7 separate regions of the Mus musculus genome follow, and regions 2, 3, 4, 5, 6 and 7 are each linked to region 1. A link is a contact called in public HiCAR-type, HiChIP or PLAC-seq, Micro-C and promoter capture Hi-C data. All regions are on one chromosome and are shown on one strand. The core of a region is the stretch at or near the end of the contact, and the rest is flanking DNA. Distances in the headings are between cores, read along the strand shown.

Evidence for each region. A called contact is a pair of places that touch in the nucleus more often than the background predicts. HiCAR-type assays count read pairs that join an accessible place to other places. HiChIP or PLAC-seq counts read pairs in DNA pulled down with a chosen protein or histone mark. Capture Hi-C pulls out chosen DNA fragments and counts their contacts.
Region 2: a promoter capture Hi-C map of liver shows a contact between it and region 1, with 4 times the contacts expected there. The contact joins the promoter of Fanca here to the promoter of Zc3h18 in region 1. A contact is called at or near these places in 1 of 39 promoter capture datasets (pre-B cells) and 2 of 9 other capture datasets (adipose tissue and liver).
Region 3: an H3K4me3 HiChIP or PLAC-seq map of bone marrow-derived macrophages shows a contact between it and region 1, with 4 times the contacts expected there. The contact joins the enhancer-like site here to the promoter of Zc3h18 in region 1. A contact is called at or near these places in 3 of 39 promoter capture datasets (liver, pre-B cells and second pharyngeal arch cranial neural crest) and 3 of 115 datasets of contacts at active chromatin or transcription factors (bone marrow-derived macrophages, large pre-B cells and pancreatic cancer cells).
Region 4: a Micro-C map of embryonic stem cells shows a contact between it and region 1, with 3 times the contacts expected there. The contact joins the promoter of Zfp276 here to the promoter of Zc3h18 in region 1. A contact is called at or near these places in 2 of 39 promoter capture datasets (frontonasal cranial neural crest and liver), 2 of 484 Hi-C or Micro-C datasets (CD4 T cells and embryonic stem cells), 2 of 115 datasets of contacts at active chromatin or transcription factors (bone marrow-derived macrophages and large pre-B cells) and 1 of 9 other capture datasets (liver).
Region 5: a Micro-C map of embryonic stem cells shows a contact between it and region 1, with 4 times the contacts expected there. The contact joins the promoter of Rpl13 here to the promoter of Zc3h18 in region 1. A contact is called at or near these places in 5 of 39 promoter capture datasets (embryonic stem cells, hippocampal neurons, liver and 1 more), 1 of 484 Hi-C or Micro-C datasets (embryonic stem cells), 3 of 115 datasets of contacts at active chromatin or transcription factors (astrocytes, embryonic stem cells and pancreatic cancer cells) and 2 of 9 other capture datasets (adipose tissue and liver).
Region 6: a HiCAR-type map of astrocytes shows a contact between it and region 1, with 2.9 times the contacts expected there. The contact joins the promoter of 2810013P06Rik here to the promoter of Zc3h18 in region 1. A contact is called at or near these places in 3 of 39 promoter capture datasets (hippocampal neurons, liver and pre-B cells), 1 of 484 Hi-C or Micro-C datasets (embryonic stem cells) and 5 of 115 datasets of contacts at active chromatin or transcription factors (the 230-238 cell line, astrocytes, cardiomyocytes and 2 more).
Region 7: a contact with region 1 is called in an H3K27ac HiChIP or PLAC-seq map of embryonic stem cells, with 4 times the contacts expected there. The contact joins the enhancer-like site here to the promoter of Zc3h18 in region 1. A contact is called at or near these places in 3 of 39 promoter capture datasets (hippocampal neurons, liver and pre-B cells) and 3 of 115 datasets of contacts at active chromatin or transcription factors (effector CD8 T cells, embryonic stem cells and pancreatic cancer cells).

Annotation. Positions count from the first base shown.
Region 1 is chr8:122,375,087-122,378,452 of GRCm38.p6, forward strand. It overlaps Zc3h18 (zinc finger CCCH-type containing 18), which reads left to right and starts at 1,530. Exons shown (of 18, transcript NM_001029994.1): 1 at 1,530-1,714. It overlaps Gm39270 (adenomatous polyposis coli protein 2-like), which reads right to left and starts at 1,998. Exons shown (of 2, transcript XM_030243895.1): 1 at 1,275-1,998. The coding sequence starts at 1,985. The coding sequence ends at 1,347.
Region 2 is chr8:123,316,790-123,320,155 of GRCm38.p6, forward strand. Fanca (Fanconi anemia, complementation group A) reads right to left here and starts at 1,787. Exons shown (of 43, transcript NM_016925.3): 1 at 1,686-1,787; 2 at 1,273-1,382. The coding sequence starts at 1,764.
Region 3 is chr8:123,279,378-123,282,743 of GRCm38.p6, forward strand. It overlaps Fanca (Fanconi anemia, complementation group A), which reads right to left. Exons shown (of 43, transcript NM_016925.3): 29 at 3,241-3,314; 30 at 1,815-1,943. Among named protein-coding and RNA genes, the nearest start is that of Vps9d1, 27 kb to the left of the region's middle. Within about 2 kb of position 1,519, at least 34 of the 459 cell types and tissues checked have an H3K27ac peak or open chromatin away from gene starts, as enhancers often do. A contact at or near this core is called in bone marrow-derived macrophages, where this site is marked.
Region 4 is chr8:123,252,515-123,255,880 of GRCm38.p6, forward strand. Zfp276 (zinc finger protein (C2H2 type) 276) reads left to right here and starts at 1,681. Exons shown (of 11, transcript NM_020497.2): 1 at 1,681-2,409; 2 at 3,193-3,366. The coding sequence starts at 2,202. It overlaps Vps9d1 (VPS9 domain containing 1), which reads right to left and starts at 1,708. Exons shown (of 15, transcript NM_028200.2): 1 at 1,474-1,708; 2 at 91-166. The coding sequence starts at 1,572.
Region 5 is chr8:123,100,463-123,103,828 of GRCm38.p6, forward strand. It overlaps Rpl13 (ribosomal protein L13), which reads left to right and starts at 1,888. Exons shown (of 6, transcript NM_016738.5): 1 at 1,888-1,983; 2 at 2,191-2,300; 3 at 2,383-2,524; 4 at 2,721-2,894. The coding sequence starts at 2,197. It overlaps Snord68 (small nucleolar RNA, C/D box 68), which reads left to right and starts at 2,596; the gene lies at 2,596-2,643.
Region 6 is chr8:123,040,889-123,044,254 of GRCm38.p6, forward strand. 2810013P06Rik (RIKEN cDNA 2810013P06 gene) reads left to right here and starts at 1,687. Exons shown (of 1, transcript NR_045268.1): 1 at 1,687-3,366. Ankrd11 (ankyrin repeat domain 11) reads right to left here and starts at 1,396. Exons shown (of 13, transcript NM_001081379.2): 1 at 1,061-1,396.
Region 7 is chr8:123,019,357-123,022,722 of GRCm38.p6, forward strand. The region is part of intron 1 of Ankrd11 (ankyrin repeat domain 11); the gene reads right to left. Among named protein-coding and RNA genes, the nearest start is that of Ankrd11, 21 kb to the right of the region's middle. Within about 2 kb of position 1,700, at least 115 of the 459 cell types and tissues checked have an H3K27ac peak or open chromatin away from gene starts, as enhancers often do. A contact at or near this core is called in embryonic stem cells, liver and pancreatic cancer cells, where this site is marked.

The DNA of each region.
Region 1 (3,366 bases), core at 280-2,779:
CGGGCAAGCAGCTTCCCAGTAAACCTGGCTTGAATAAGATCTAATCTGGCTTGATTCGGCTCATTTCACTGGGTAGCTTGAGCAGTTGGTGTTAATTTTCTTCCAGAGGTGGGAGGCCAGCGTGGCCTAATCCTGGCTTGCAGATGGCTGCTTTCTCACTGTCTCCTCAGATGGTGGTGGTGGTGGTGTATGAAAAGAGATATACATATATACATGCACACATACATAGGAGAGAGGGGGGAGAGAGAGGGAGAACCTTCTGTCTGACCTGATTGGCAGCCACCTTTAATCCCAGCACTAGCATGATCTCTCAAATAGCTCTCCTTGGTATCTATTGAAGGACACCAATCTATGAGATCCAGACCCCACCTTTATACCCTCACGGAGAGGCTCTGCTTTGAAATCCATACCAGCTTGGTGCTAGGACTTCACATGTAAGTAACTTGGAGGGTGGGCGGCATAGTTCAGTCGCATTATGGAGTCAAAAGTATTCGACTTGTCATGACTGGCGCCTTCCTAGGCGTCCTCGGTGTTTGTAGCATGTGTCTGAACTTCATCCCTTTCTGTGGCCCAATTAATGCAGGACTGTAAGACCAGAACTCCCCCCCCCCCTTATATCAGTTTATGGGCATCCGGGTGGTTTCACTTTGAGGAAGACAGGCAGCCCCTAACCAGTAAGACCAAGATCAGATTCAAAATTTGCAAGGGGTCAGTACCTAATGATCTCCGTACCTTTTATCAGGTCATGGGGGGGGGGGGGGGTTGGACTTCGGGCTCCAGCAGCTGAGCCCCATCTGGGTAGTAGGAGGGGACTGAAAAATGACCCAATCAGTTTAAGTCCTCCCCAGGGAGGTTACACTGGGTCACGGTAATTTAACGATGCCAGAGATGTTTAGCGTCACAGAAACAGGTAAGAGGATCTAAATCCTTCAACTCCAAAATCTTTTTTTTTTTTTTGAGGGTACCAGGGCCTCGCACATACTTGGCAGGTGCTGTCTCAACCTCAGAGCTACACTCCAGCCCCCAAAACACTTTTGGTCAAGTATTGATTTTTTTTTTTCCGAGACAGGGTTTCTGTGTAGCCCTGGATGTCCTGGAACTCACTCTGTACACCAAGCTGGCCTCGAATTCTGAAATCCGCCTGCCTCAGCCTCCCAAGTGCTGGGATTAAATACAGCCCGGCAAAATATTGATATTTAATAAGGCAGAAAGTTCGTGCCCTGAAGAAACGAATGCTAAGTTTTCAGACCCTGGAAGTGTCCACTCGCACTCACCAAGAGCCTCAAAGGGCTTTCCCTTTCCGGCACGCATCCCGCCTGCTCCTCATCTGATCTCATCCCAAGCAACTACCACGAAGAGCCACCGACTGCGCACGCGCCGCCAGGAGGCCCGCTAGAGGGCGGGGTCGACCTCGGTGAGCCTGCGCAGTAGCAGAGCCTTGGGAGCGCGCGCCGCGGAGGCGAGGCCGGCGGAGGCCGGAAGGAAGTGCGGAAGAGGGCGGGGCTAGCGAGGGAAGCCCGCCGGTTCGCAAGACGGCCGTCGCGGCCTGATGACGTTGCACAATGGCCGGCCCCCGCGGGTAGTGGAGCCCGTTTGTTCCGCCCGCGTCGTGCCCAAAGCCGGAGCCAGTGAGGAGCGAAAAGGCTGAGGAACGTCTCGTCCACGCTGCCCCCACCACAGCGGAGCCGTGGCCGCCTCCCGTCTTCGCGTTGAGGTAAGCTGGGCCGGCGGGCGGCGGGGAGAAGGCCGCCCCAGCGGCGGCGGGAGCGAGGCCCCGGAGCCCGGCGCCGCCTCCCGAGCTCTCGGGCGCGCCCCCGGCTGTGCGCAGCCGCGGGCCGAAGCGCGGGCCGGGACAGCGGGCAGGCGCGAGCCCGCTGCGGCCTGGGACGTCCGGGCGGGTGCCGTGGCGCGCCGCGGTCTGCCGTGGTGAAGTTGCTTTTCCTGAAGCTGTCATTTTCCCTTCCGGGCCACTCGGCGTGGCACATGTTCGCCGCCCACAAAGGGGAGCGGATCGCGCAGGTTGGCTCGGGAGGAGGCCCGCTTGGACTCTCGACGGGCTCTGCAGGGAACTTTGAACTCTCTGGAGCCTCCTGCAACTTGCTCTCGCAACTTCAAGCGAGCACAGGTTGGACGGACCCACTGTGCTCCAAGAGTCCCGGGTCGCTTAGGAAGTGTGACCTCCTCGCCTCTTGGACTGTGAGCTTAGAGATGCCATTTCTTTAGTGTAAAGTAGCCAGGCGATTGTAGTGCTAGAAGGAAATTAAACTAAGACCTATAGTCTCGCCCCTACTAGATACTTAGTTTCCCGTATACTTTTGACAGCTGAGTTTACCGGGCACAATAGCTGTTTCAAATGAGCTTTTTCTTGGCACTTATTAACAAGAGTAATCTTCAGACCCATTTGAGGGTAGTAGAAGAAGGCATTTGTTTCTTCTTCATCACATTACCTATCCCAAGGCAGAGGTTGAGATTCTCTGTCCCTAGGCTAGTTCCCATTTCCCAGCCCCCTGAGAGGAGAATGCGAATGATCTGAACACGTTTGAAGCCAGCCAGTTCTGGAACCAATCAATATGTCCCCAAAGCTGAAACTCCTCTCTAGTCGTAGATGGGGAATGCTCAAACATTTTAAGAGCACTTCGGATTTACTTCCTGAACACTCAGCAGGTAAGTTTGCTTTGCTCATCTCCAAAGAGATAGCTTGTCATCTGCAGACCATCCCAAGGAGACCATCTCCTTACCGAAGAGTTTTTGCAGAGCTTAAGTCACTTTGCGGGTGGTGTTTTCAACATCCTGACATTCTTGCTCTATACATGGATGGAGCTATGAATAAGTTTTTTTAACCAGGCATAACAGAACTTAGACATCAACATAGGCTCTGCTCTGCTAAACTTCATCTCCCACAGCTGAGTATGGTGGCCCACACCTTAATCCCAGAACTTGGGGGGAAGCAGAAGCGAGGGGGTCTCTTAGTTCCAGCTAGCTTGGTCTACATAGTGAGTTCCAGGACAGCCAAAGCTACAAAGTGAGACCTTGGTTCAAAGGAAAAGTCGTTTTCCAGAAGTTGTATTTGTGTGTTATCGAGCCTCCTTAACAAAACCTACTTGGAACACGTTTCTCAGTAGTAGGCCAGTCAGTGGTGACCAAGTCTTTAATCTCAGAACGCAAGAGGCAGAGGCAGAGGCAGGTATATCTCTATTGGTTCGAGGCTAGTCAGGGCTACGATGAGAAACCCTGCCCCCCTCCCCAAGTCATACCCCATGTTTGCCCAAGAGTTGTTTTAACCTGAATTGGTAAATTCACCAGGCCAGGCTATTAAGTAGCTTGTAGCAGTTGCTGAAAATGACCCAGCTGTGAGGAGACCACGAC
Region 2 (3,366 bases), core at 537-3,036, 940 kb after region 1:
GTTGTGAGCCACCATGTGGTTGCTGGGATTTGAACTCAGGACCTCCGGAAGAGCAATCAGTGCTGAGCAGCTGAGTGACCTCTAGCAATGACCTACCCTTCAGTGTCTTCCCTGTAAATGAGATTATCGGTAGCTCATGCCTTTCACTCTGGTTTGGAGAAACAAAGGAACTTACAAATATAAATCATACAGATCAGTGTGTGACAAACTGAAGTTCTGGTGTGCTGATGCTGCAATGGTTTAGTAAAACCAAGTCCAGAAGTAAACGGGATGCTACAATGCCAGCCCTATTGTTTAGGAGCATTTTAAACCATGTGAAAATGCCTGTGCTTAATTGTCATATTTAAAAGTGAGAATTAAATTGTCTGTATGCCATTCTGAACTGTGTTTCAAAATGACAACATGGAATTAGAGCAGCAAAGGCCTAATTGGTTCTCTTTGGTGGATTATGAAAGATTTCAATCACCCTCATGTTTCTATATATGCGTTTTCTGTCACAGTCTGTGTTTGCTGCAAAGAAACAATGTTTATCTTAATATTTAGAACAATTCCAGTGTCTGCAGTGAATGTTTCAGTCAAAGTGTCTCCAAGAGAGGGCTGTCCATCCAATTTGGGTGCAGCGCATGTCAACAAACGGTAAAGTCGGCTTCTGGGACAAAAAGCATCCCTTTGTCAGCAGTGAATTCCTCCACCCCACACCCACACAGGTTACAAACACTGCTCTCTTCCCCTGGGTGTTTCTCTGGAACACCGCTGAGCCATCTCTCCAGCCCCCAGAATTTCTATTGCTGTAATAAAAACACCATGACCAAAAGCAACTCGGGATGCTTCTTTCAGCTTACAACTTGTACTCCATCTTGCTGGGTGTGGTGGTGCACGCCTTTAATCCCAGCACTTGGGAGAGAGAGGCAGGCGGATCTCTGAGTTCGAGGCCAGCCTGGTCTACAGAGTGAGTTCCAGGACAGCCAGGATTACACAGAGAAAAACAAACAAACAAACAAAAACCAGATTGTACAGGAATCAACCCTCCAGCCCCTCGAGTACTTTTCCCAGAAGGAATTTATTAAAGCCTTTCATGAATTATTAAATGTACTACCCAACTACTTTCATCTCCAAAGACATAAAATATAAAATACACTCAGCTCTCCTCCCACCTGGTTTGCCGGCACCAGTTACTCGCCAAGTACTCAGGCTTAGAAGGACATTAAAAAGATTATGATCTGGCTTGGCTCCGAACATCCAACCTGCTCAGCCAGGACAACTTCCTCTTACCTCTAGCAAAAGGTCATGCATATTTTGATGGTATCTCAGGAGTTTCAGAGCAGAATCCTTTAATTTCTGTTCCCTTTCAGGATCATATTTTTGCTTTTTGACTCTGCCCGCTAAAGATATTTTAAAAAGAAAAAAAAATTGCTCAGAAAATTATAGTGCAACGTACACAGGGTGACACGCTGCGCGGAGGTCCAGAGAGAAGCTGTCCAAGTCTGGACAGTCACCTAGCGCTTGCAGCAAGCGGCAGGACCAGGAAGCCTGGGGCCCATGGCCCTAAGAGGACCAGCGCGGCCCAGGACGGCTGACTCGCGGGCAGGGCTGAGCCACGCTGGGATCTGAACCCGGACCCCGAAGAATGGAGGGACCGCACTGGCGCTGGTTGGGGGTCAGAAGGCAGAAATGGCAAGACCTACCCAGCAGCTCGGTCCAAGTTTTTCGGAGGCCCCGGGGCCCACCACCCATGGCAGCACCCCTAGCCGGCGAGCCCGGCATAGCGTCTGGAACACCGGCTCTGCAGCCCGCGCTGCCTTCCGATTGGCCGCGGCCAGGCGCTGGCGCTCATTGGCTAGGAGCATGCTTGACCACACCCCCGAGGGCGGACCCTTGCTCTGTGGCCCTCTTCCTCTTGGTTGTAGTACTTGTCCCGGAGTCTGGCTGCGTTCGGGTGGCAGAGAAGGCAGTATGGTGGCAGCCTTGGTGCAATACACCTGCGCCTGACAACTTAGAGGGAAAGTGGCGCAGAATTGCTAATGGCCCAGAGCTTGGCCTGGGGAGATCACGTGACAAACTGGACCCAGGTTTTCGGTAAAAAAAAAAAGCACTTTTACCTGCTTTGTTCAAAACTACACAGGATCGATCCGAGTACTCTGCTGTGCTTATTTGACTCTGAGGGAAAATTGACCAAAGGAGTTCTGGTGCTGGGGTGTGACTTTCAAGGGTTGAAATTAGAGTTGCTATCACTCCCCGCTAAGCGCTCAAAGTACTTAGGAAGGAAAAACAGCCACAAAAACGCTGTCATTCTTGTTTCTTCCTTTTTTAAATCCACCTTACGTGCGGGGCGGTGCTGTAATCTCAGCATTCCGAAGGCAGAGGCAGGTGGATCTCGGTGAGTTGGAGGCCAGCCTGATCTACCGAGCGAGTTCCAGGACAGCCAGGGCTACACAGAGAAACCCCGACTCTAACAAACAAACAAGCAAACTGAAGGAGGGCATTATGTGCACTGCAGCCACTGTCCTTGATTTTCAGCATTACCCCAGGTGTGTGCACACGCAGACACTAGTGGAAGACAGGACACTAGAGACAGGCTTGAACCGGCCATAGTAGCCAGGTTGTGATTAAAATTCACCCAGCCTGGAATCAGTCAGCAGCTGGAGGAGCCATTATCAGAGCCAGAGCAGAGCAGACAAAGATTGACCGAAGTTTCCCAGGAATCAGGCTTATCTGCCTCCATGACCTGGAGGTGCTACGGTCACACTGGGAGCCAAAAAGTCACTTTACCCATCAAAGAGAACACTTAAAGATATAAAACTGAAGAGAACCAATTTTTTTTTAATGTATTTCTACAAAATTTCATCACTATGGCCAGGACTCGTCCCAGTTCAGGATCAAATGTGTCTGGCAGCCCCACGTTGCCTCTAGCATCAGAAGTGCCCTCAGAGAGGAGCATCAGAGAGCTGCTCTGCCTATTAGAAGATGTGGCTCAAGGCTGGCTCAGTGGTTAAGAGCACCGACTGCTCTTCCGAAGGTCATGAGTTCAAATCCCACCAACCACATGGTGGCTCACAATCATCCATAACGAAATCTGATGCCCTCTCCTGGAGTGTCTTCAGACAGCTACAGTGTACTTACATATAATAAATAAGTAAATCTCAAAAAAAAATGGCTGTACTTCCATCATTGCCCACAAGGTGGACCCCCTCCAACACAAGCCCTCCCCACCCACACTGTTCCTCCCCTGCTACCCTGTTGTTGTTGTTGTTGTTGTTGTTGTTATTTTGAATGAGTAGGTTGGTGAACTCAGAGATACACTACCTCTACTGACTGAGAGCTGGGATTAAAGACACGTACCACCACTACCTGGCAAAAAAGGGCCAT
Region 3 (3,366 bases), core at 269-2,768, 900 kb after region 1:
GGGTTTGATTCCTGCAGCTGATATGCCTTTCCTGTCCTTATTAATATAATAATCCTTCTGCATTAGCCCACCCTGCTGGGCAGATTTTATGCAGACCAGCGAAGATGGACTGTTTTATAGTGATGCTATACAAACAAATAGGTGATTTATTAATTCCTAGTGATGATTCTATAAGAATTCCTAAAATTAAACTAGTAATTATTAAGCCTTTTATAGTTAGGGCTACAACTAGAACTCTCTGATATAAAACCTCACCGTTAACTTACACTAATTTTCAATGAACCTGTGGAGCTAGTGAGAGAAAATGAATGTCCAGTTAGATAACTGGCTTCAATGGAAACACATACAAACATCTCTGTTGTAAACATCTTATGCAATTTATGATTTGAATTTGTTTAAACTTGTGGTAAATTACCATGTGATCTATTCTCCTAAAAAGGTACAAAAAAACCCTAGAAATGTCATTAGGTGGCAAAAGGAGAGGACAGAATTGGAAGGAAGAGGAAGAGAACAGTATGCAGAATGCAGAGAGAAAGACAAAGAAGAAGCTACAGAGAGAGCAGCAGGCTTCTCCTCACCATGAGATGGAGGAGCAGGGCTTTGCGTAACAAGGCAGGCTGTCTTACTAAAGAGGACAGCGCTTTCTTCTTACAGACTCGGGTTTAATTCATTTCGCAATAAAAAGGTAGAAGCTTCTCCTTTCTCTGTGCAGTAAAGGTTGGAGCTCATTTTTCACCCAGAATGACTGAGTTCTTTCTGTGCTGGCAGCTGGGCTTTTGCTCCATCTGCATATGTAAGTATGGATGTGTGTATCTAAGTATGTAGATATGAGATAAGTAGTTGGTTGGACCCAACAGGAGTGTATGTAGGTATATGAACGTGTGTGCATGAATGTGTATATGAATGTGTGTATGTGTTTATGTACATTTGCTTGTGTAAAACTGTTTCCTTCTGTGATCTTGACTCGTCTCTTGCTTGGTTCAATACAAGTTTATTGCTCCAAACCTCCCTCCAGCCTGGCAAGCAAGAGGCAGAGGCACAAGGCTATTGGGCAAGAGAGAGAGAAGCCATACCAGTTATGTAGTCCCCTGCTGTAGCCGCCCTACCAGTTACTTAGTCTCCTGCTGTTAAGCAACAGGTGTTGATTCGCCCAGAGGCCTGCAGCTTCTGCTTCAGTGTGACGGAAATGTCATCATAGAAGGCAACCCTAATCTCTTGCAAGGCCAAGTCTTGCTCCCACCACTGCTCTTCCCCTTCAGCTTCCTTCAAGAGAGGACCCGGGTGGCCTAAGCTCCCAGCAGCTCGGTAGCATCACATATCCATAAAGGGATGAAATACTACTGCATGGATGGACCCTGAAAATATCTGCCCAGTGCTTAAGCCAGGAACACATCCCACATGCGATTCTGTTTCTATGAAATGCCCAGAGCAGGCAGCTCTGCCGGCAAGAGGTAGACTGCTAAGGGCTGGGGGTCTGCGCAGCAGTCACAGGCACATGCAATATACGCCTCCTCCAGAGTTGCTCAAGAGACGAAGGGGAAGAGGGGACTGACCAGTTTCACTTTGCTGTAACCCTCAGGAGGCTGAGACTGAAAGATTGAATTCTAGATGAGTCGGCTACAGAGTGAGACCCTGGACAAGTAACTTCCTACAGTGCTATTGCACGGACATGAATGATCACCATGAAGAAGCCATGGTGTGAGTTTCAATGACTGAGGAATTCCACACAGAAGACGACACTGAGTTTCTTTGAGTTGTGCTGACCCGTGCTGTCACTAGCAGAGAGCAGGAGGTTTGAGGACTGTGTGGCTGACCTTTGGTGGAAGTCCATGATCTCGCTGACAAGGACTGTGCACGCCTCTTCCAGGTCTCCACCACAGCCGCCCAAAGCCGTCGGAGCTGGCAAGTAGCGCTCATAGATTGCCCATTGATGGAAGTCATGTCTGCAATGGTGGAAGGCCGAGGTCAACACTGAGCAACACTTTGTAACCATCCTGAAGTGGTCTCTCTCAGAAGAACACAGTGCCAGTGACTGGGCAGTGGGAGCTAGCCCCAGCAGCCTGAGAGCTCACAGGTGAGTGAGGATCCATTGTCTGCAAGACAGGGGACAGAGCTGTGGCCAAGCCGTCTTTCCTATGCACCAGGGAAGGGCCTCAAGGACATGGTGACTGTTTTAAGTGGAAACAGCCAAACACAAGTGAGGTAGCTCACACCACAAAGACCAGGCGAGGTTCACGGAGAGGCACTTTGTCCATGTGGGCTGATATCTCAAGCATTAGGAGTGTGACTAAAGCAGGGAGGATGGCTGGGAATGGAGCCATCTGTGGGGAGCTTCCCTAGCATGGAAAAAGCCTTCGCTTCCAGCAAAAAGAGGGGTGGGCGGGGAACCCCTAAAACACTTCTTAAAAAAAAAGTCTAAATACGATCTCAAGATAACAGTGACCCAAGGGGTTAAAACTTGAGCCTGAGCCTGGTGAGGCGGCTCAGCTTTTAAGAGCTCTGGCTGCTTTGGCAAAGGACCTAGGTTCACATCCCAGCACTGATGTGGCAGCTGCATCTGTCTGCAACTTTAGTTCCAAAATATCTACCACCTTCTTCTGACCCCTGCAGGTCACTCACGCGTGCGCACACACACACACACACCCATACATATCAAATAAAAGTAAATAATTTTTTAAAGCGAAGTTATGAGGCCTTTAACAACAGCATCCTGTCACGATGCACTCAGTTTCTAGTGCCTACCTCAAGTAACTCCTAGGAGCCTGCCCACCCATATACCCCCATTACCTCAATCAGACAGCCCAAGTGGTCACTTGTTCTTACAGGGCCTATTTTATAGCCTCAGACCACTCATTGTGTCTACTGTGGTTTTACCAAAGTGCACAGAAAAAAAAAAGTATGTGTGTGTGCATACACATACATATATACATTCTCTCAATATAGGCTCTGGTGGGTTTAGGTTCCCTGCATAGACCTCATTTGTCTTTATCTGTACAAGGGTACTATATATATATATATATATATATATATATATATATATATATATATGTATATATGTAGCATGTCTTTGTTACGCTGTAACCCCAGCGTCTGGGGCATGTTGGCACATGGGTCTGTGGTTTCTCAATAAAGAAGTGAATGGCTGAGGGTGTGCTCACGCGCTCCTCAGTTAACCGGAACGTCCGTCACTCAGGACGGCTGTATGGACAGGCTGTGGTGATGCTTCAGTGGCCGGCTTACCTTTCCATGTCTGAGAGAACATCCGCTTCAGGTTGAATTTCCAGTTCCAGCTGTACCCAATCTCTGTAAGTTAACTGAGCCACAGGAACGTTCAGGGCAGGGATGAAACAAACCACACTGTTCATA
Region 4 (3,366 bases), core at 431-2,930, 880 kb after region 1:
GGCGGTGCCAGCTGGTGGGCAAGGGCATGGGTGGGTGGGTGGGGGCACCATTTTGCTATCATGAGAGGAGTAGCAAGTCTGAAGGCATACCTGTAGTGTTTTCCACGTCTTCGAGCAATACCTGGGAGATGTAGTGGATGCTGCGCAGGTATTCCACGTACGCTTCCTAGATGCAGGGGAGAGAATAGCAGTGGTCAGGCCTGCATCCTGCCTGCCTGGTGAATGCCCAGATACAACTGCAGGACCAACAGTGCCTGCTTGTTTTTTGACAAGACTTCCTTCTAGGCTTCAGTGATGGATGGTCCAGCTAGGACACAGATGGTATCTATACTGTCTAGACTTGAAGGGAAAAAGATATCAAACAGAACAAAAAATCAAAGAATTCCTTCCTTCAACACTGTGCTGAGGAGTTCCCAGACAGACACACCTCTCCTCTCATTACTATCCACCACATGAAGGAGCTGAGCTTCAGTCAGGAGGCTCCACAGAGCTGCCTGAGCAGCAATAAGGGTTTCCACTCTGTGTGACAAAGTTCTCTTCCTGTGCAACTCAAAGACTAGCAGTCTTTCCATGTCTCATGAAAAGCACTTCCTGAAATCTGAGGAGAGGATAAGGGCTCATCTGTCAATCTCAAGTTTTGGCTTAGGTGAAGAAATAACATTCTACAGACTCCAGAATAATTCCCTCTGCTCAAAGGAGCCCAGAGCACCGAGCTGCAGGTTTCAGCTGTGTGACCCCTCTGCTCTGGGCTCTGTGACAGCTCAAGACAGAACGCACTCTGGTCTGTATGTGTTTCGTTTTACTCGTTGTCAAAATTACCCAACTTTAATTAGCTCAGCACTTCAGATAAAATGGGTTTCAGGTAGGATTCTGGTCTTGTGAGGGTGCCCTAGAAAACTAAGTTGGGGCACTGGACAACCAGTGATTCGTCCTGTCCTATGGAAGCTCTGGGTGGCCCAGCCGGCTTTTCTACCTTGTTGCCATCCTTTTAATTAGCAGTTATTCTCAGTGACAGGCCACACCCCTTTTGTGCCTGGGTTTCTTTACAAATGACCTTTGAAGGCAACTGCAGACAGCAGCAGCATCCTGAATGAGCCAACAGTCGGGTCTTTTCTAGATTAACTCTACACAGACTCTGTCAAGAATACACACACACACACACACACACACACACACACACACATCTGTCATCTACATCTTGGATGTAGGTCCTTTGCAAACAGAACCTCCTCCTTATGTCACACCGCCTCATCACACAGGTAAATCTAGGCCCAGTGCGAGCTGAGCTGTTCCAGGTCCCCGCAGAGCTCGGCGCCCTTAGCCTCCGGGCCCCGGGTCTCCGGGCGCGGTCCCAGAGCCGCCGCCGCCGCCGCGCGCATCGGGAGCGCCGAATCCCTCTACACGCCCGCCCTCGCCCACCCACCAGGGGCAAAGGGCCTCCCAGAGCTGCTTCCGCGACCCTCCCAGCCTCACCCGGGGCCGGTTGCCGGTGTCTAGCTCGATGGCCTTGTTGGCCAGTTTCATGGCGCTCTGCAGTGGCTTCGCCCCGCCGTCCCCGGCCGCAGCGGCCATGGCGCTGGGCGGGGGCGGGGAGCGGGAGGCCGCGGCGGCAGGGGCGGGACGGGGCGGACGCCTCCAGACCGGAACGCGGAGCGCGGAGCTGAGGGAGGCGCAGGAGCTGCGCACCGCCGGAAGGGGACCCGGACACACTTCCGCCGGCCTTGCCCCGCCCCGCCGCGCCCCGCCCCGCCGCGCAGACTTGGGTTTAGGGGACCGGAGGGGTCAGTGGCTCTTGTCACCTCCTCCGGCCAACTTGCTGCGAGCGCGGACGGGAAGGCTGGCGGGGAGAGCTACTGCTCTGAAGGGTTTCTGTTGTGCGCCACCGCCCGGGCGGCAGTCCGCGGCCGTTCACCCTCCGGGCTGCCCCTCCTTTAAGGGCCTGTCGCGAGTTCCGAGAGACCCGAAGAACTCCGGGCTCCTGACCCCGCCGCGGCCGCTGTGGCTCCCCAGACCGCTCCTCGCTTCCTTGCAGCCCTCGCTTCCTCCGGCTCCGATCTCGGGGAGCCGAGCGGAGCGGGGCAGCGCGGCGGAGAGTAGCGGAACGGCACGGAGTGTGCCAAGTTAAGTCCGCTCTAGCAAGAAGTCAGGGGGCCGAGCCACACCGAGCAGCGCGGAGCAGGGAGCGAGTGTCGCCTACCACCATGAAGCGGGACCGCCTCGGCCGCTTCCTGTCTCCCGGAATAGCTCGGCAGCGCGGGGGTTCGGGCGGCGGCTGTGGAAGCGGTCGGACTCGGGGTCGCCCTTCTCGCAGCGGCGGAACGAGCGCTGACGGGGCGGCTGCTCAGCTCAGCTGGGGCTCGATGACACGCTCCTGCGGGGACACAGGCGACGACGGTACAGACGAAGCTGGTGGGTTCCAGGCGTCCTCGGGCCCCGGTGCGAGCTTAGTGATAATGAGAGCAAACCAGGCCTCCTGGTTCTGGAGAACGCGGGCCCTCTGGAGAACTGCCGATAGAGGCCCTTTCCTCTGCCGCCCAGACAGCTCTGTGTCGCTGCTATTTAGTGCGTAAGATTTGAAGGCACACAGGTGTGGCTTCAAGTTTGCTCTTCGTGCTATGGACTTTTAGGGTAATTGCTTAACTTTTTCTGAACCCCAGTTTCTTGATGGTTAAAACAGGCCTATAACCTAACCTGCGTTGGGAACTGAGTTAAGTGAACTAACTGCTTGTTCCTTGTGCGGCTGCGAGTTTGTGAACAAGCAGCAGCTAGTTAGGTTAACAGCCTCCATGTGCATCACATTAGTGTGGTGTTCTTCAGTCATCTGAGAATGGCTTTCCTATGTAAGCTGTCCTTTACTCCCACTAGGGGCAGTTGGGTGGCATCATGCACATGCTGCAGGCAGGGCACCTATAGATGGACAGGGATGAACAGTGAGTTAGTTTCTTGAGGCACGGCTTGGACACATTTTCAGAATAGGGATGTTAAGTTTCATCTTCGTTGTAGGCATCTGGGGTTCCTTGAATATTGAGTGTTCAGTGAGGAAGGCCAGCTCCCGAGTCCCAGTCCCGCTACTCTTGTGTTTAGGAAGCCTGGTGCGGGCACTTCTCTGCTTGCAGTGTTCGGAGGCCAGGGGGAAGAGTGGCCCTTGCACTGCGAGTACCTCGCTTATGTCACATTTGCTTCTCTGCGCAGGAGCAGGCCGGACTCTCGCTATGGGGCATTGTCGACTCTGCCATGGGAAGTTTTCCTCACGGAGCCTCCGAAGCATCTCTGACAGAGTGCCTGGGGAGACTTCAGAAAGACTGTCCCCAGGAGAGCGTGTCTTCATTAGGGACTTCCAGCGTCTGCTGGGTGTCGCTGTGCACC
Region 5 (3,366 bases), core at 638-3,137, 730 kb after region 1:
GAGCAGGCCACAGCCATAAGCTGCTAAGTCTAGTCATGCAAAGGAATGCAAGCCCGTGCACAGCACGGCCTCAGGCACCAGGAAGCTTTCCGGTGGAATGGTGTTTGCAGAGTTCTCTGCCCAGGAGACCAGGAACTGGCGCTCAAGCTAGAGCAGGAACAACCGCCTTAGCCTCATCTTTGCATAACTGTTCCCTTCTGTGTCCACCCTGTGCAACAGAGAACAATTCAGATCACAACCTCCCTTCCCTCCCCTAATTTGATTCTAAGCAGTGTTGCAGTTTCAGAGCTCTAACGCCCACCAATGTCACGCAGCACTGCAGCTTGAGCTGGAACTCAGGTGCCGGTGCAGCGTGTCCATCCTGAACGAAAAGCTGGTGGTGGACATGGATGTCATCTTTGAGAGTAGAAAGAGACAGATACTTGGGAATGTCAAAAGAGGTCTGAGAAAACACTGTTTCAAAGAAGTGCACCTTGAATCTGGGCATTCCTTCCACAGACATTTTCTCTGGGCTGGGAAGATGGTTCAACATCAATTTCTGGCCTTTTCACCCACACTCAAAAAAAATGGCTCCCCCCTACTGAGGATTGAATTTAGCCTCTCATCCAATAGGCAAGAATTACATCCTCAGCCTGCTTCATTATGACATTATTTTCGCGCGCGCACGCGTGTGTGGTATGTGTGTGTGTGTGTTTGTGTGTGTGTGTGTGAGAGAGAGACAGAGAAAATATATATATATCATGGATGAGCTCAGCATGTAGAGCTTGGTTCTCTTCTACCATGTGGGTCCCAGGAATAAAATGGCAGCAAGTACCTTCAACCCTCTAAGCTGTCTTGCCAGCCCTTCCTTTTTAATTTTGAAAAGAGGGTTGGGCTGGAGAGATGGTTCAGCGGTTAAGAGCACGGACTGCTCTTCCAAAGGTCCTGAGTTCAACTCCCAGCAACTACATGGTGGCTCACAACCATCGGTAATGGAGTCTGATGCCCTCTTCTGGTGTGTCTGAAGACAGCTACAGTGTACTTACATAAATAAAATAAATCTTAAAAAAAAAGGAGAAGAAAAAAAAGAAAAGAGGGTTTAAGTTGCTCAAAAAGCATTGAAATTGCTATTGTCCTGTCTCATTTTCTAGATGAATTATGATTATGGTCCTGTGATATCTGGCCCGGGTATAATGTGGATTTTTAAATTTATAGCCCTCTTAATTACTGAGCCATTTCTACAGCTTCTGTAGTGGAATTTTGATCAGGAAGAAACCTGGTAATTGGGAATGAGGAGTGAAAAAAGGTTATAGGCATACAGGTGTAGGACCAGTGTATGCCTTGGCTGTTTTGTTGTCGCTGCTACTGTGGGTAGGAATTCAGTATTGTATTTCGTCACACCTGATTTCCCCCCGAGGAGTTAAGTCAGGGCTAAAGGAGTTATCTAAGTAAATGGGGGAGTTTGGGGCTGGAGAAATGACTCAGTAGTTACGATCACTGGCTGCTTGCTGTTTCAGAAGTTCAATTCTCAGCACCCAGGAACTCCGGTAGTAGGGGATCCGACGCACAGCCATGAAACCAGGGAGACACTCATACAAATAAAGTAAAAATAAATAAAAATCTTAAAGTGGGGGGGGAAGTCTGGAATGGGGGTGCGTGCTTCAGTTCTGGGGAAACATAAATTCCAGGCAAATCTATAATAAATTTTCCTGGGTGGACGGGGAAAAAACACTGGATCTAGGAGGGAGAAAGAGTTTTAGGGGTTTAATTCATAGGTGCGCCCCTGAGCACGCCGGAGATACCCACACTGCGAAGTTAGGAACCAGCGAGAATAACCAACCCGACGGCTAGAAAGGCGATGGTCCGCCGGCGGGCGGGTTCGCGTGACGTCACTTCCCTTTCGCCTGATTTTGATTGGCGTTTGAGATTGGCCGGACTCCCTACAAGCCCAGGGTGCTTTGCGGTGCCCGGTCCTTTCCGCTCGGCCGTTCTCCTGTATAGGAGGTGAGTCTCTGCCGCCGCCGGTCCCATCGTGGTCCATCGGGCTCCATCGCCCTCCATCCGCTGTCATCGGCGAAGAGAGGCCGCACGGACAGCCATGGAGGAGCCCGGGCGCCGACAGCACGGAGCCAGGGCAGGGGCGGGAGGACCCGGGACGGGGTTGGGGACCCTGGCCTTGACTCGCCGCCCTCCTCTCCCTCGCGGCCTTAGGCAGCCATGGCGCCCAGCCGGAATGGCATGATACTGAAGCCCCACTTCCACAAGGATTGGCAGCAGCGAGTGGACACTTGGTTCAACCAGCCGGCGCGCAAGATCCGCAGGTATAGATCGCGCGTGGCTCGCGTGGGCTCCAGGGCGGGGACGCGCGTGGGGCAGGAGGTGACGGCTGTGCTTTTCCTGCAGGCGCAAGGCCCGGCAGGCGAAAGCGCGTCGCATCGCCCCTCGCCCCGCGTCCGGCCCCATCAGGCCCATCGTGAGGTGCCCTACAGTGAGATACCACACCAAGGTCCGGGCTGGCAGGGGCTTCAGCCTGGAGGAGCTCAGGGTGAGTGCGGCAGGGCGAGGTCCCTTGGCAGGTCCCTCGGGCTCGGTGGAATGATGACATTCTCCGGAATCGCTGTACTGACTTGATGAAAGTACTTTTGAACCCTTTTCCATCTGATGACACCGAGTTTTCTCGGCAGGGCCGGCTTGGGGTGGGGTGACTGCGAGGTGGGTGACCAGTTTCTGTTTCTGAACAGGTGGCTGGCATCCACAAGAAAGTGGCTCGCACCATCGGCATCTCTGTGGACCCGAGGAGGCGAAACAAGTCCACGGAGTCACTGCAGGCCAACGTGCAGCGCCTGAAGGAGTACCGCTCCAAGCTCATCCTGTTCCCCAGGAAGCCTTCTGCTCCGAAGAAGGGAGACAGTTCTGTAAGTCCTGCGGGGCGGCAGAGGTCCGGCTCAGTGTAGATAGAGTCTGTGTTCTTGGATCCAGCTCTGCAGAGTTGACATGAGTGCAGCAGTGGGAGGTTAGAGCGTACTGGGGGCGGCGGTGACGCGTGCAGATCAGTGGGAGCCACTATGGTGTCCCTGGGCTTTCCAGTGTCTGTTAGTGTTGGGAGCTATTGACTTGGAGCCTGGTATGCTGTTCTAGAGCGTTCACCCTACCAGGACGTTCAGGGGCATCTCGGTACAGAAAGTATCTCGGTATTCAGAAGTGTAAAGAGTTTTGTAACAAGGATCGGTGGGTTTCTTGTCAGTGTGGGCTTCCTGAGGGTGGGGTAAGGATGGCTTTCTTCTGTTCCTTCAGTGGAGCTGTAGTCAGCCAGCGCACCGGGACGGAAAATGCTAGGTGCTGCAGGCCCAGGCAGCCTGATCCTTGGGAACTAAAGCAGACCCCGTG
Region 6 (3,366 bases), core at 437-2,936, 670 kb after region 1:
AGCCTTCCTGTGAACCAGCTTAACCTTCACCAGTCTTCCAAACCCCAGACGAGCTTTCCAGAAACATAACAAAAACAGAAAAACCTACAGGAGCACCAGGTAAAGACAAGGCCTTGAGAAAAAAAATGAGACTCCACACCAAGCCACATACATAGGAACTGAACCGCACATCCGTCTGTGAAGGGGCTAGATCCATGTGGCAGGGCCAACCCTGCACACACGTACACACACACACGGGCGCGCGCGCGCACACACACACACGCACACACACACACACACACACGCACACACACTCTCGCAGCTACCGCCTTGCCAGGGGATGATGAAATGAGGAACGGAAATTAACATTTCAGGCAACGTCTCACATTGTTCCTTGAGGCCAAAGGCTGCTCCTGCAGCCGTCGCCTACACCGCTTTCCTCCCACTCTCCCCCCCGAGTCCCGCCTTCCCCTCCCCCAGACGCCCCCCGCCGCCCCGCATTCCTGCCCCCACTCGGGCCTGCGCGCCTCCGCACCCCGCAGCTCCAGGTCCCCGGCTCGCCCGCCCCCTCCGGCTCGGCTCGCAGCCCGAGGGCCGCCTGCTCCCATTTCAAAACACGATAATAATAGGGACGCTGGGAATAACAACTACCACCAGCCCGGCGACGGAGCCCCTCCCGAGGGTCAGAGGTCGGCGCCCCGCGCCACTGAGGACCCCAGGGACTCCCGGGAGCCCGCCGTCGTCCTCACAGCGTCCCGGGACCCACTAACGCACCATCGACCCTCGCTCAAGGCCCGCCCTCGGTCCTCACGGCCGCCACAGCCCACCCCGGAGCCCTTCCTTAGCCTCTCTCGGCCGCCCGACCCCCGGGACGCCCCGAGGCCGGCCTCGGAGCCCGCCCTCGGCCCCTCATGGTCGCTCGCAGGACCCCCGCGGCCCACCGACCGGCCTCTCGCGGCGCACGGCCCGCCCCGGGGCACCCGCGGCGGCGGGCAGCGGAGGAGGCCTGCAGGCCGCAAGGCCGCAGGAACGCCCGACGCCCTCCCCGACCACCACCCCCCAGGTCCCCGGCGCCTCTCACCCGGCTCCGAGGGCGACGCGGCTCCGCGGCGGAACGGCGGCGGGGCGCGGGCGCTGCCCATGCAGCCCGCGGCCGCGTTTCCCGGGCCGCGCGGCCCGGGCGGGAAGGCGGCGTCGGCGCGCGGGCTGGAGGCTGCGGCGAGTGCGGGGCCGGCGGGATGCAAGCCCGCCCTCGGCGTGCAGGAGCTCACGCGGGGCCGCGGCGCTCGCGCGGACGCTACTGCGGGGGCGTCTGGCCGCGGACTCCGCCGCGGCGCCTCCCCGGCTGGGGCCCTCGGTCCATCGCGCTCTGTCGCGGGCGGCCTCTGGCTCCAGGACCCAGCGGTGGCTGCGGCGGGCGCCGGCCGCATGAGAGCCTCCCGCCCATTGGCTCGCCGTATCCGCCACCGCCATTGGCCCGCCCCGCAGAGCGGCAGGGGCCGCTTACGTCACGTCGGAGAGGAAATGCGATGCCGGGGTGAAAGGGCTCAGACGGCCCGACGGCTTCCGTAACAGGCACGGGGCGGCGCTAGGGAGACGTCCGGGAATGATTGGCATCCGTGCGTAGGAGACCCAGGCGGAGAAAGCCGCTGGATTGGCTGACCTCCCTGCCACGGGACACGACGATTGGCCCTACTCGGTGCCGGAAGTGATGAGGCCGCGGTCTGGAAACAAGGTTGTTGTCGAAGGAGCCAGAAGGTGGGAGCCGGCTTGTACCGGCTGGCCTTGCGCTGCGGACGCGAGGTCGTGTGTCGCCTGTGAGCCTGTGTGAGCTTCGAGAATGTGTGTCTCTAGCCGGCAGGAGGCTCTTGCAGGAGCAAAGGCAGCCGGGATGATGGCCGCGAAGGAGAAAGGCGGCCTCGGCCCCCACCCGCGATCCGGCTCTTTCCTGGAGGTGTTCCTGGACTGCGCTTCGCTCCGAGTCCCGTGAGCCACGTTAGCAACCGGGATGTGGTGAGCTCCAGACTCTGCCCGGAGGTTTCCTTAGACACCGCGCGCGCTTCAGCCGCCTCCCTTCCCCGGCTCCAGAACTTCACCGCGATGGTTCATGAAACAACAACAACAACAAAAAAAAAGGTTGACGAACCTCAGAGCTAGGCAGCAAAGTCGCATCGTCATGTGCCTGATTGTTTGAATTTACAGAACGCGGAAAAAGTTTAATGATGGTTTGCGTTAGTAGTGATTTGGTTTGCAAACGAGCTAAAAATTCGAATCCCAGCGCTGTAGTGACCGAGACAGGCGTATCCGGAGCTCAGAGTACATTGTTGTGAACATTTCGAGTTCAAGATTTGAGTTCCATGAAACCTTTGTCTCAGAAAAATGCATAAAGTAATTGTGACGAGTCTGATATGTTGGTATAGGCTTTTTATCCCGGTACTTAGGCAGAGGCAGGCTGGATCTCTGAGTTCCGGGCCAGCTAGGGCTACACAGTGAAAGCCAATTTCATAATATAATAAAATATAAAATAACAAGTAACCAGGGCTGGAGAGATGGCTCGGCGGCTAAGAGCACGTGCTGCCCTTCTCGGCACCCACCTCAGACAGCTTCACAGCCACCTTCAGAGGACTTGACATCTTCTGACTTTTCAGGAACTCACACCCGAGTAGAGTACTCACACATATAGACTACATATAAATCTTTTAAAGTAAATGGGACCTGGGGAGATGACCTGTCGGTCAAAAGCACTCACTGGCTGCTCTTCCAGAGGATCTGGGTTCGATTCCCGGCATCTGTAACTCCTGTTCTAGAAGATCTAACATTGTCTAGGGGCTCCCCAAACATGCACTAGTACACATACATATACACAGAAAAAAAATACGCTTCTGCACAGAAAAAAATCTACAAAAAAAAAGTTTTAAGTAGTCAAACTTCCAGCCTTGTCCTATTTAAAGAGCATCTGTGTATTTGTGAACCAGAAAAGCTAAGTGACTAAAATCAATATTTATACTTCTTTGTTTTGTTTTGTTTTTGACTTTTGGGGTTTTGTTTGTTTGTTTGAGACAAGTTTTCTCTGTGGAGCCCTGGCCTTCCTGGAAATAGTTCTGTAGAGGGTTTGGGTGTTTTGTTTTGTTTGTCTGTATAAACAAAGTCTTTACAGAGCACAGATTATGAAATCATGGGATTGCACATCCCGGAGTGATGGGACCTTAGAGGTGACCTTTCTTCCCTATTTGAAGCAAATACAGAGTTTAGAGGACATGGTATGATAAAAACTGCCCTGCCCCTGTTCAAAATTCCAGCTTTGTGATGAGTAGCTGTCCTTGTAACCATGGACACTTCAACTTTTGGTTATTTTCCTGGGTAAACAGGAACAACAGATGGTGTCAA
Region 7 (3,366 bases), core at 450-2,949, 640 kb after region 1:
ACACACACTTATATACACACCATACACATACACACACACACACACACACACTTATATACACACCATACACAGTAATAATAATAAAGTAAAAGCCCAGCAGTGGTGGATCACACCTTTAATTGCAGCACTTGGGAGGCAGAGGCAGGCGGATTTCTGAGTTCGAGGCCAGCCTGGACTACAGAGTGAGTTCCAAGACAGCCAGGGCTACACAGAGAAACCCTGTCTCAAAAACAAGTCAATCAGAGCACTGTAGGGATGTCTCAGTTGTTAGGAGCACTGACTGCTCTTCCAGAGGAACCGGGTTCAATTCCCAGCACCCACAGGACAACACAGAACTGTTTGTAATTCCAGTTCCAGGGCTATCTGACACAGACATATATGCAGGCAAAACACCAATGACCATAAAATAAAAATAAATTAGAAAATAAATAAATAAACCTTTGAATGAGCATCCATGAGGATTTCTAAAAAACAATATTAAAGTTAGCCTTTAAACAAGAATTCATGCAGATGAACTCAACCCTTACTAATTTTCTCTCTCCTTTCTTGAATAGACACTGAATAGTACACCTGGGTAGTACAGGGGGGCAAATGGCTTATTGGGAAACTTCACAACTGGGGACTAATTTTACATGTTATTCATGAAGTCATTTTTCAATAGACTCTCCTGATTGCTTTCTCTGCAGGATTATCTTACAGAAGAGAAAAAACCTACAACATTCTTGAATAGCCACTGGAGCTAGACATACAAACTAACTCCCAGGTAAGAAGAAAGCCATGAGCACTCCACTGGAGGACAAAGCTGACAAACAGCACCTAGATAAGGAGAGAATGTGACTTCTCTCTAATGGAGCAGGTTCTGATGTTCTTGTGACCGTCAGGTGAGATGTTCCCTCCCTCCCTCCAGGGAAGTGGGAAGTGGAAAGGCCCACAACCCAGCACTGCATCAGCAGTCACTAACACCTCAGCTGTTTCTATAGCAACCAGGAAGAAAACATAAAACTCCCAGCTTTATATATTGTTCTCTATTACAATGAAATATTGAAGTCAGGCAAGGAATTTTGACAAGGAACCAAGTAGACCGTATCTATAACATTAATGCTAATTTTTTATTCACCACCCACATGGAACTGATTTTACCTTCAATTCTAAAGTAAATCATTATTCACATCAGGAATATGAAAATTACTTATGAGCAATAAACATTTCTATCTAGAAAAAAAATCTCGAAGCCAGGCGTGGCAGCACACAGCATCACCCCAATGCCTGGGAAGCGGAGGCGGGAGGACCAGTGCTCCAATGCCAGTTCCACAGAATAAAGACTGAGGGCGCGAGTTACACAAGACTAGGAGTTGGTTTGTTCTTGTTGTTCTTGTTGTTGTTGCTGCTGTTGCTGTTTTTAAAGCCGGGCATAGTGTCCCACCATGGGTTTTAATTAATCCAATCACTGGAGAATCAGAGAGAGGTAGGTGGGTGAATCCATGAGTTTGAGGCCAGCCTGGTCTACACAGTGAGTCCCCGGACAGCCAGTTACATAAAGCCCTGTTTCAAGAGCAAAGGAAAAGAAAAAAGAACTCCAACTCAGTACTTCAACTAATCACACAAACACATGTACAAAGAGGCTGGCAAGATGGCTCAGCAAGGACATTTGTACCTTGATGTCAACTCCCAGAGCACACATTGTGAAAGGAGAGAGCTCACTCTCCCCAGTTGTCCTCTGACCTCCACACACGAGCTGTGGCATATGCACACCCATACTCATGCACACCCATATTCATGCATTCATATTCTCTTCTTCTGTCAATAAAAAAACTGTACAACACAAATCAAACCCAAACACTCTATGCCATAGCCTTAATAATCCACAAGCAGGATGGTCACTCTTCCTCACACAGGCAGAATCACAGCTCTTACTACAAGAATGTTAGTATTTCTTACTATCCTCTGGTTCTAGACTATTTATAGAACAGAAAAGTGATTGCTGTGTAACAATGTAATTCACAAGCCAACAGGAAAAAAATACAAACCAAAACCTGGCACATCAGGAGAGGCAAATCCAACCAGCACACCTGCCTCTAACCAGTTGGGGCAGGCAAGTTGCAACACTGTCCTGACTCAGCTAGGCGTGGCTCCCCAGCCCAGTAGTTACAAAAGCACACACACAAAGCCTTTAGGGATAAGTCTCCATAAAAGGTCTTTTCACTGGAGCAACAGTGGTTTGGTTCCTAAGTAAAGAGGCTCTATGTACCACTGCCTATATGACCAGCCACCCACCAGAGCCCAGGCCACAGCCAGTACCACCAAAACACAAAGCTGCTCTTCTCTCCCATCCATTTGGACTATCCAAGAACCACTTTTCCCTTGCATCCAGACCCACTTCTGATCTTGAGTCTAAGTGCATTTACTGGTAGTAAAGCTGACTGAACTCAAGGATCCTATGCACACTTATGCAATGCTTTATTTCATGTTCCCTTCTGCCTTTTCAGGCACTGTTCTACACAGAGGCAAACCCATTCCCTTGATACACATGAATATCAGGAACTCATCAGCACTTTTTAGGCAGAGACAGAAGTGCTATCAAATCCAAGTAAAACGCAATCCCCAGCCTTGCAAAACCTTTCACTTTCAGGTTACCAGGTAGTCGTGGATTTCAAACATCTGACCCACAATGAATTCAAGAAAAGCAGAACACACAGGAGATACATAGAGTCTTTTAAGCTGGATTTGAAGATCTAGTTCCAGGGGTTCTGTCATTTTCTAGCTTCTGGGGATATCTACACACATATATCAAATAATCATAAACACACATCATTTAAAAAAATAAAAATATAAAACTGCCCGGCGAGCCAGTGCATTCTTTTTTTTTTTTTGGGGGGGGTTTTGTTTTGAGACAGGGTTTCTCTGTGTAGCCCTGCCTGTCCTGGAACTCACTCTGTAGACCAGGCTGGCCTCGAACTCAGAAATCCACCTGCCTCTGCCTCCCCAGTGCTGGGATTAAAGGAGTGTCCCACCACCACCAGGCTCCAAGACAGGTTTTTAAAAAGCAATTACTGTATATCTACAACTCTGTGTGTGTTTGTATGCACAGAAAAAAAAAATCCGTCTGCATACTCTGTAATTTAGTAATTACTAATAAAAATATTGACTATGAAAACCAGAAGTGGGAAAAGATGGCGGGGGGGTGAGAAACCTGTGTTTGAGTGGAGTGTACATGACCCAACAAGTCACCGTGTGCCTTAAGGGTGGCTGTGAATGTTCCAGAATGTCCAGACTGTGTGCAAAATACATGTGTGTCTCAATGGGAAAAACAAACAAAAAAGAAAGAAAAAAAGAAAACCAGAAGTAAATTCTCTAGGATTTATAGCA